Regions from separate parts of the Anser cygnoides genome. Here region 1 is linked to region 2. The links are chromatin contacts, called in public Hi-C maps. All regions are on one chromosome and are shown on one strand. The core of a region is the stretch at or near the end of the contact, and the rest is flanking DNA. Distances in the headings are between cores, read along the strand shown.

Region 1 (5,514 bases), core at 1,377-3,876, 92 kb after region 2:
TTTCCTTTAATTTATGGTGTCTTCCTACCACCCCCTTTGGCACAGCAGGTGAGGATTAAGTGAATAAAGGAATACAAAGTGTCTTATCTAAACTGCATTTTAGTTGCAAGTGGTCTGACACTTTGATAACAGAGTCCTAGACTTGTTCTTTATTATAGTCTTGTCACATATAGGATATTTTTTGTGTGTTTTTTTAAAGTAATGTACGACTTGCTGGTTTGTTTTCTTTCGTTTTGGTTTTTGACACTCTTTGTGATTCAGCAGTAGTGGGTATAAATACCTGGATTCTTATTTTTCATCTTTGTCCTGCTTTTTTTCCTTATTTCCTTACTTTACTTTCCTTACTCTCATTTTTTCCTGGCAGCAATTTTAGAATAATGCTATTGTATCTTTCTTTGTAAGCTACAAAAAATTCTGTGGTATTTTGGTGCAGCAGATGACAGCTGTTTAGAAGAATGAGCATGCTGACATTTCATAACACATAGCTTCAGCTAACCTGTTAAGAGATGCCAATGTACACTTGAGCTGGGATGTTCAGTTAACCTGTTTTCTAGATGCATGGCCCGAACTGACGCTTACTATATGGAGATGAGTAGTAGATGGTTCTTCTCCCCCTGGGAAGCAGCCAGGCAGGACCTAGCTATGGGTCCTTGGTGGAATTCAGCCTGACAAAGTGCTTTTATATATATATGTTACGTTATATGTTCATATATATAAAATGTAATCCTTTAACATAACTTCTATGTAGAAGAATAATAGGATGTGAACAAACTGGCCTTCAGACAATGAAAATAGGGGCGTGTTGTATTAAATACTTAATAACTCAGTAGCTGTGTTCCTTAAATAGGACATTCAACTGAGTTAAGTATCTACTACTAATTTTTTCATCAAAAATAAAGTTTACCTTTCTAATAAAAAGGGTTTTAGAAGTGAAAATTTAAATGGTTTTGATCAGTTTTTGAGCAGTTTTGGATGGATTACATGTATTAGTTCTGGTGCTTGTGTGTGAAAATTGGTTGATGAAATGATCATTTTCCTTCTAGAGAAGAAAGTTTTGAGATTTGTATTACTTCAGAAATCACTGTTTTTTCCAAGATACACTGGGTTCCTAAACCCCTTAGGAGCGTACTGAGCATATGCGTGTTTTGGGGGGGCTTGAAACAGAAGAGCTGGGGTATGTGGCTGCGCTTTCTGTACACATCTTGAACAGATTCTGAGTGTGAGGGTTTCTGCACATTGTGAGGGCCTCTGTGTCCACCTGGGGAGATGCATGAGGAGAATGAGAGAATTTTGTTTTGGTTTGGTTTTTTTGGGGGGGGGGGGGGGGGGGGGGGGGGGGGGGGATATCCCCTTCTCCACCTCCATAGGAACAAGAAGTGGAGTTTTCAGTCTGTGGTCAACCCGTGCCTCCAATGTGCTTTGGGATCTGGGGAGCTGCTCTGGAACTTGACTGCCACCTCCCCTCTCCCACGCATGTTCTCCTTTCGCTTTCTGTTTGCTAAACCAGCAGCAACTGTGAGCCAGCACCAGGCAAGGGAGGAGACTAGACTGGGCAAGGAGGAACAGGATTGTCCATCTTTGTGGCAGTGAGCTGGATTCATCTGATAACTTAGGTCAGGCAAGCATATTCATTGGGTTACAGCAAGCATGTCTATGACAGTGGTAAAGGAAGATTAAGGGTTTTCAAAAATGAAATTCTGAAAAAAAGTCTCCTTCATCAGTGTGTTCATTTGGTATTCTCTGTCCTATGCTTTTGGGAAACTGGCAACAGAATCTGGATTAGTGGTTCAGATATAGGGTCCAGAAGAGGCCCATGAGGATGATCAGTGGGCTGGAGCACCTCTCCTATGAAGAAATGCTGGGAAAGCTGGGGTTATTTAGTCTAGAGAAGAGAAGGCTCTAGGGAGATCTCATTGGGATCTTGCTGTACTTTTAAAAGGGGTCTATGGGGACGCGTTATGGGGGAGTGTAGCGATAGGACAAGGGGTAATGGCTTTAATCTAAACCTACCCTCTGAGTATAAAGAAGAAATTCATGAGGGTGGTGAGACACTGGAACAGGTTGCCCAGAGAAGCTGTGGATACCCCATCCCTGGGGGTGTTTAGGGCCAGGTTCATGGGGCCTTGAGAAACCTGATCTAGTGGGTGGCATCCCTGCCTGGGGCAGGAGGGTTGGAACTGGGTCATCTCCAAGCTTCCTTCCACCCCAACCAATTCTATTCTATTTGAACACCTCAGCTTCCACGTGAACCAGTGGCAGTACAGTGCTGGGCTGGCCCAGGAAGCGTTTTCCCTTCTGTTGTCCTCGCAGCGGCACGCGCGGTCTGCTTTTCCCCTCAGAATAAATAACTCGAACAAAAGAACGCAACGCTCGCTGTGATTCCTGTTAAAGCACAGAGGAGGGAGGGGAAGCAAAGCGGCCGCCGCCCTGCGAAGCCCGACCTCCAGCTCCCCGCTCGCAGCCCGGCCGGCGTCCCAGCGCCCCGCGGGGGGAGCTCCGGGGAGCGGAGCCAGGCAGCTCGGCAGCCTCCTCCGGGGCCCGGAGCCAGCCGCAGCGGAGCCCCGAGCCCTGCCCGGCCCCGGGGCGTGTCGGCCCGCCCGCCCCAGCCTCCCCCGCGGCGGCGAGGCGGCGCTCAGAGCGCGGCGGGCGGTGGCGGAGCGGGCGGAGCGCGGCTGCCTGCCTCCTGCCTCGGCATGTCCGACTCCGGCAGCGGCGGGGGCGGCGGCCCCGGCGGCGAGGAAGGCGGCATGGAGGTGTCGGGCTCGGCCGTGCAGAATGTGGCCGACGTGGCGGTGCTGCAGAAGCACCTGCGCAAGCTGGTGCCGCTGCTGCTGGAGGATGGCGGCGAAGCGCCGGCGGTGCTGGAGGCGGCGCTGGAGGAGAAAGGCGCCGTGGAGCATATGCGCAAGTTCCTCTCCGACCCGCAGGTCCACACCGTGCTGGTGGAGCGCTCCACCCTCAAAGGTGAGCCGAGGGCCCGCGGCCGCCGCGCTCACAAAATGGCGGCGGCGCCCCGCCGGGGGGATGGAGGAGCCGGGGGAGGAAGGGAAGGGCCTGGCGGAGCCCGGCGGCTGACAGGGCGGCGGGGCCTGGCCGCGTTCCTTGCGCTGCGCCCCTTGCTCTCCGACGCCGTGCCGGGGCTGGGGCTGCGATGGGCGCCGCCACAGCGGGCTGGCCTGGGAGAAATGCTTCGTCAGTAGGCCCCGGGCGCCGCTCCTGCGGCCTGCCCTCTGCTCGGGCTCCTTGGTGACACCGGTAACCTGCTGCTGGCAGAGCAAACCGGGCTGGGGGGCTGAATCGGCCCTCAGAAAGTGCCCCTCTGTGGGTAATTAGCAAGACTCCCAGGTTCCTAAAGCCTAGCGGAGGCCCTGCACGTCTTTGTTTAGTCAGCGAGGGCTGCTGAGCGTGCTGCTTGTAAACATTTATCGGAAATCTCGGCAAATGCTACATTAAATACCGCAGCAAAGCTAGCTCTGACGGACGTTTTTGTCGTTTACATGCTCCATTTATTTCAGAAATGACTCTTTATGAAATTTGTCAATGAATCTGCCGCTAAATAGGCGCTCCTTGTTGCAGAATCCAGGCCGATGAACACCAATAACATAGAACTCATTCATAACACGGACATTTACTGTTAAACAAAACCTGCAATCTGTATTTGGCTGCATGCCCACCAATCTGAGCTTGCAAAATTTTAACATTAAATTTCTGGATCTCTACTCCAAGCGTGCTGTTGGTTCAGTCCCTGCAGATGCGCGTCAAATTTTAACGCAGTCATACTTCGCGTTGCGTAGCATGTCAGCAGCCACACTGTAAGATACAGGATGCATCCCTGCAGTTTCTGCACATCAAGGGAAGCTTAGAGAAGGTTCTTCCACTTAAGATGAACTTAAGATGTTGCTTGAAATATCCTGTCTTTGTTATAACTGTTTCCGCTGATTGTCCTCCTTCCCATTCGAAAGTTTGAGACTTCTATTTCGGTAGGGATAACTAGAATTTTCCAGAGAAGAAAAACAATCTTTATGAATTCATGATGCAGCATTTAGCAAGATTTAAAGGAAGTCCACTGAGTGTTAAGAGGCTATGCAAATGATCTCTGAAGTTTTCTTATGTCAGGCTCATGAGGTTGGTAATCTTTAGTTTGGGTTGGAAGTAATGATGCAGTGGTGATCAGTTAGCTTATTTTCACAAATCTGTGATTAAAAGTGTATTGAAACCCTCACTGCGTGTTCTAGAAGCCGAATACTAGTAGATTGTGGGCAGAAGCCATTTCCATCAATATCTTCTGGATTAATAGCAGTTATTTGGCAAAAGTGCATTTTGTGACAGAAGACCCCCACAGACACCCCATCAAACTTAAGAGTATTCAGAATGTGCAGCATCGTACGGAGATCTTGTCGTCCCTGACACTGTTAAAAACTATTTCTGTCAAAATTTGTTCAAGGAATAGATAGTATGAAGCAAATTATTGATTATGAATACAGCAAAACAGAAGCTGTATTTCTAAGTAGTTAAAACGTTAGGTGATATCATTTGCTACACAGCCTGTCGACAGCTTTCACAAGGGTTCCTGTAGTGTCTGTGATCAGGCTTCTGCTGCTTGGGATCGCAAACATGACAGCCTGAGAGTATGTCTTGTATGAAGTGCCAAATGAAACCAGAGCAGAATGAGAGTCCAGTGCAACGCGTCCAGTCAGGGTGTGTCTCCCAGCAGGGAGTAACCTTCTGCACCGAAATCTCTGCATTGCAGCACAGCTCCCCGCATCCCCAGTAATTACATCATCTGTGATACGTTGGCTCTACTAATGCCTGACTACTTCCTATGGGTTGTTTGGTTGGTTGTTTTTTTTGTTCTGACTTAATTTCCAAAACACTTTCAAAGAAAATGTCTGAAAAAATGAAGCAGTCTATAAAAGGAAAAAAGTATTTGTTTAATGTTCTCGCTGAATTGTAGTTATCCTGGGAGCATATCTCTGCAAATAAGTGCATGTTCTGTACTGCAGAAAATTTCATTCTGCTTTATAAGCAGGATGTGGATTATAATTTGCTTGTAATGTTTAATCTTTTTTTATAGCAACCTGAAAAATTTAATGGAGTTGTGCTAGAAAACCAGGGAACCCATCCTGAATTTGAGGGATATTGCAAAGCTAAATTTAACATTAGCTATTTTGTATAAGGTGATGTAGGAATTAAAGGTTAGAAAATTGCCTGGTTGAAGCAGAAGATGTTTGAGAGGGGGTGACAGATGCCTTAGAAATAGAATATTTCTTAACATAGTGTATTTCTTGCAGAGGATGTGGGAGATGAAGGAGAAGAGGAAAAAGAGTTCATTTCCTACAGTATCAGCACTGATATTCATTATGGAATAAAATCAAACAGGTGGGTTAGTATAATAGATCTTGACATTTTTGCCCAGTAAAAGCAAAACCTACACAGACTGATAATTAGTATTTACCTCATGCTTTGTGCAGTGTGCTTATTTGGGTGGGGCAGTAGCTTTTCAAGGGGGAGGCT
Region 2 (4,945 bases), core at 1,361-3,860:
CTGATCAACTTTATCTCTTCAGAACGAATCACATAGGACCGGTATACAGGTGGAAATACACAGTCAAAGGTCAAAATTGCACATCTGAGTCACTACTAAGCCTTTGGCTCCCTGCCATTGCATAAGTAATGCCTACATAGTAATTTCTTTGGAATTGTACAGCTTTTGATCATATTCCTTTTATTCTAGCTTCAAGTACACAAAGACTTATAGTTAATTTAGCATTTAAATAAGTAACACTATATATTAAGCTTACCTTTAGGGAAGTGCATATGTCATAACAAAAACAAATCTTTCTGTGAAAAGGACATTTGCTTACTAGCACGGTACTTCAGCATTGAGGGAGAACTGCTGGTTGGTTCCATAAAGCAAGTAAATTTTTTATATTCTTAGAAGATTAGCTACTGCCATGTATTAACATCTTTGGCAGAACTAAACTTCAAATCCAGCTTAGTAAAGTACGTTGCAAAAATTCAGTTAATGTGAAGTAGGATTCATACATAAATGTAAATAAAGAAACCTTTTTTATACATCTTACATTTATTTACACTTCATTTACTTTATTACTTTTATCCTCTTTACATATATGAAAGGAATATTAAATTTAAAGTGCCATGGGAATTATGGACAGGTAGTTACTTATCTGCTTCTTTTATATGCTAATAACATGAATTTTCCTGTTCAATTTATATTGAATAGCAGTGAACTTTAGCTCATTTATCTGCTAGTTCTTTCTCCAAGACAAAAACAAAGGTGTCCATGAACTAATGTGGGCATCTATTCTAGAAATTAAAAAACAAAAAATAGGCAAAGGGCTGCCCATGAAGACATCAGTGTCAATCTAACCTCTGTCTTGGCGGCCCTGGTGAAAGGAAGGGGAAAACAGCTCTAACAATTGATTCTTGAATCAATATTACATGTATATGGATCACTTCTCTGAACAGCCAAGAACAGTATGAACAGGAAGTCTTCTGACGAAATTGGAATGAAACACATAACAATAAAATATAACAATAAAAACAAAAGCAGAGATATGTAGCACGCTAGAGAAATGAGCTGCTTTAAGGAAATTATCATCTGTAAGAATAGTTGCAATTATTCAGCTCTGATCGCATGCATGCTATTTTCAGGGACAGGAAACAACTGTGGACAGCAAAAAAAAAAATAACATAAAAAGTTTAAACTAAAAAAAAAATTAATTGTGAAGGGAATGCATCAAGTATAAATACAATGTACCATACTTTGAGGAAGGCATGCAAACAAAAAAAAAAATCTGCCAAAGGCCTTGTTTTTTCACTTCTTAGTAAATGACCTCCCACATTATTGTTTCTCAGTACTTTTGTTCAAAATAAATACTAATATGCATAAGAAATAATGATATAAATGTAAATACAACTCATATCTATATAGAATCTTTAGGATAAATACTGAACACACGAAATGCGTACAAAGGTAACTTTGGGGCATAGTCTGTACAGGCATGCCAGACAGGCAGTACGCAGCATCATATAAATACAGATGGAAGAGAAATCTGTAGTTAAGTTTGCCTAACATTCCTGTTATAAGGTTTGAGTTTGAGATGCTTGTAAACTTTGCCAATGTTTAATTGCTCAGTCTGATTTTTTTTTCAGAGTATCTGATTTGTTTTACACCTTCTTAAACATGGAGCTGCCACATCCTAAAATGTGGCTAAGCAAAAATTATGGTTTGCCAAAGTTAACAAATTCTTATAACTGTTATGTTGAAAAACTACCCAGAAGGATGAAAGGACTTAGGTGTTCTGCTATCGTGTAGAATCTACAGCCCTGAATTACAGGCCAAGGCTCCCAACATATCACAAAAGGAGATTCTGAGTGCACATAATACTATTAGTTTGAATCATTAGCTGTTTTGTTCCAAAGTCGTCTTTGTTAGTATCTACCCTTTGGACAAAAATTACAAGGCTTCCTCACAGACAAAACCTAGGAGCCAGTCAGCAGCTAGATACCTCTAGGAAATGGTTTGACTCTAAAGTCTCCTTCCACTTGTTCCAATCCTCCAACATCATCCTTGCAAGCCTTTTGCCTGGCGTGCATCCATATTATACCTCTCTCGATACATGCCATAGTAGTAGATATGTGCCATGGTGTGAGCATTTCTCACATTATCTTGGACAAACAAAAAAGGGAATTAATTATTAAAGAACCTTTAAAAATTTTTCAAATGTCTCATATGCAAAGATAGGCTTCAAGGTGCTGACAGAAGGTCTGACTGGCAGAAAACTGCAGGCTGTCACAGCCCTTGAAGCCCTTGAAGACACGGGAATCTTGGCTGCAGGAATCACCCCAACTACCAAAAGAGAGATGGCAGGGCAGCTTAGCACTGAGGGATGCTGATGGATCTCAGCATTGCCCCAGGCAGTAATCCCTGAAAATAAACTTTATCCATGTTACACAGTAAGAACTGGCATGATCACAGGATGTAAGTGCAGTGGAAAAGTGGTATTTGTTCCGTGCCCCGCATTTAAAAAAGGCTGAGGAACGATCTGCAGAAGACTACAGGATCCCTCTGGATGCTGCACAGTGCAGATGCAGGCAGGCTGCTCTAGGTGGAGCAAGCCAAAAGCTGTGTTGATGGAAACTGCCCTTTGCTTTCTGAGCAGGAAACACGGATTGCTCCTGAAGCAGATCACAACTGCAGCATATGCATCTTTTGAGAAATTGGACGCTTCAGAGCATACTCAGAAGTAGACACTTAAGCATCTACAGATTTATGGTAGTTACAGGGTTAAGTCCTGAGTATGCCTTCTGAGTATGTCTTTCAACTCTTCCCACACTGAGATAAAAATATATAGCTATATTAGCTATGTCGAATCCCAAAAAGGCAGAAAAAAAGTATGAAGTGTTGAAAGAGAAAATCTTGTATGCCATCAACAGGAGGTACAATTAATTGGAACTCTTCATTCATTCCATAAATACCAACTTACACATAATAAAAAAGAAAATGTAGGAGTTTTAGCTGCAGTCACCTTTATGTTACTAGTCTCACTCATCTGATACAAAATTATTCTCTCCTTTGACATCATGTGGGAAGAGGGAACGGTACTAGGTGATTAGGAACATTACACTAATTGCAGCTAAAAACCTGGAATCAACAAAGACACTGCTAAAAATTGCACCAAAACACACCACAATGATGCTGAATTCTGACATGAAAATAAGATGAACTAGCAAAAATAAATTTATCCTTTATACATTCTGAATGCTAGGCCCATCCATTAAATTTTAAACAGATTATATATGATATGTAAACATATCTCTTAGCTCACTGTAAATACTGAAAATGAAACCACTAAAGATAGTAGAAACATGAAAGCAGACCTCCTAACAACATCTATGTTACCAGCAGTGTTGCACTTCTTGCACTTCTTTTTTTTTTTTTTTTTTCCTGGAAAGATTCAGCTACATGACATGCAGCAAAGTCTTGCTCTTAGGATCTTTTTTTGCTTCACTGAGGCAGAAGAACATCAAATGATTTGACTGAAGTGTTATAATCTTACTATATTTCTAGTTCCCATCTCTATGGAATCTGGGTATCAGCACACACAAGTGGAATTGCCATTCTGGATAAGACGAACGGTTCATCCACCTTAATTACTGTGATCATCATCCGACTTTCCAGATGAAATTCATTTTAATACTTAATAACCAATGATGGGCATAAACACTGCAAACTGTGGTCACAAACAGGAAAATCTGCTTTGTTTAACTATCATTAGATATTGCTAGATATTTTTTGTTATCTACTTCCTTGTCCACAGTTTGTGATTAGGATATCAGTAATGAGGTCTCAGTAACAAGCTGCATAAGTGAGTTCTCCATGATCATTATTTATGGTTTTTCATTTTAATTTTAAAATTAAGTTGGCCCTAGCAGAAATCCAGAATCAATGTGTATATGAATATGGATCTTATTTACTACTGACATTGTTTGGTACCAAGCCAGTTGCCAGCCAAATGTGACAACATTGCCAACTGGTCCAGAAGCTCCACTTAAGCTCTGTCCTGGGCAGCCAAACCTGGCCTGCTTTCTTGTACTGGCATCCAGCCCTCTACTTCCAGCATGATTTATTGACAGGGCTTACTAGATGGACCTCAAGCATGCCTTGTAGCTAGTCTTGTCTCTGGCCCCCATCTGGTTGGATTTTAGACAAATACCATAAGTAGTCCTCTCTCTGGGTCTGTCTCCTGTAAGCTTGGACCAGCATTATAGATAGTCTTCTTTCTATCCTTCTCTTTGGCCCCGTCTCCTGGTGTTCCAGAGTGGACTTCTTGGATAGGTCCCTGACTCATTAGCTCGCCTTGCCTTATTCCCGTCACAAGCAAGACGACTTCTGGTTTTGCCAATAAGCTTCTGGAAGCTTAGTGAAAAGAGGTCTTAACATCAGCTTTCACTCCATACTTGAAAGAGTCCTGGATTTTTAACAAAAGTGGAAAATATCCTAGCAGACATCTTCTGCAATGTTGTAATTGTCTAAATAACTTATAATCCTATTCACTAGATTCAAAATGAAATCTTGTCATTTAAAAATAAATAAATAAATAAAGAGAAATGAATGAGAGAAAGAAGATGAAAAGTTTTAAGAACAGACAACTCAAAGAAATTTGTATTTCAATGGAAATACGCAGTCACTGAAAATTCTTGTGATTTAGATGGTGTAATTATCCACACAAGAACATGTTTTTCATTTTTGACCAATCCGAATTTTACGAAAATACAAAGTAATATAACAACTAGAAGGTATCCAGTACTGACATTACTATACATACATATGATTACATCAATGAGTTATGGTTCTGAAAGTGAAAGTCTGGTTCTATCTATCCAATAATTGCCATTTGTATCTATGCGGTCACAAATGAGGCTGAAATATCATGTTGTAAACATGTATGAAGTTGACTAAAATT

Evidence for each region. Hi-C and Micro-C count contacts between places; a contact is called where the count stands out from the background.
Region 1: a contact with region 2 is called in a Hi-C map of granulosa cells, with 2.6 times the contacts expected there. The contact joins the promoter of DYNC1H1 here to the enhancer-like site in region 2. A contact is called at or near these places in 2 of 7 Hi-C or Micro-C datasets (granulosa cells and liver).

What each region holds. Positions count from the first base shown.
Region 1 is chr5:55,261,478-55,266,991 of Taihu_goose_T2T_genome, forward strand. DYNC1H1 (dynein cytoplasmic 1 heavy chain 1) reads left to right here and starts at 2,627. Exons shown (of 78, transcript XM_048069884.2): 1 at 2,627-2,964; 2 at 5,292-5,379. The coding sequence starts at 2,694.
Region 2 is chr5:55,169,416-55,174,360 of Taihu_goose_T2T_genome, forward strand. No RefSeq gene overlaps it. Among named protein-coding and RNA genes, the nearest start is that of PPP2R5C, 6.0 kb to the right of the region's middle. Within about 2 kb of position 2,611, at least 2 of the 3 cell types and tissues checked have open chromatin away from gene starts, as enhancers often do.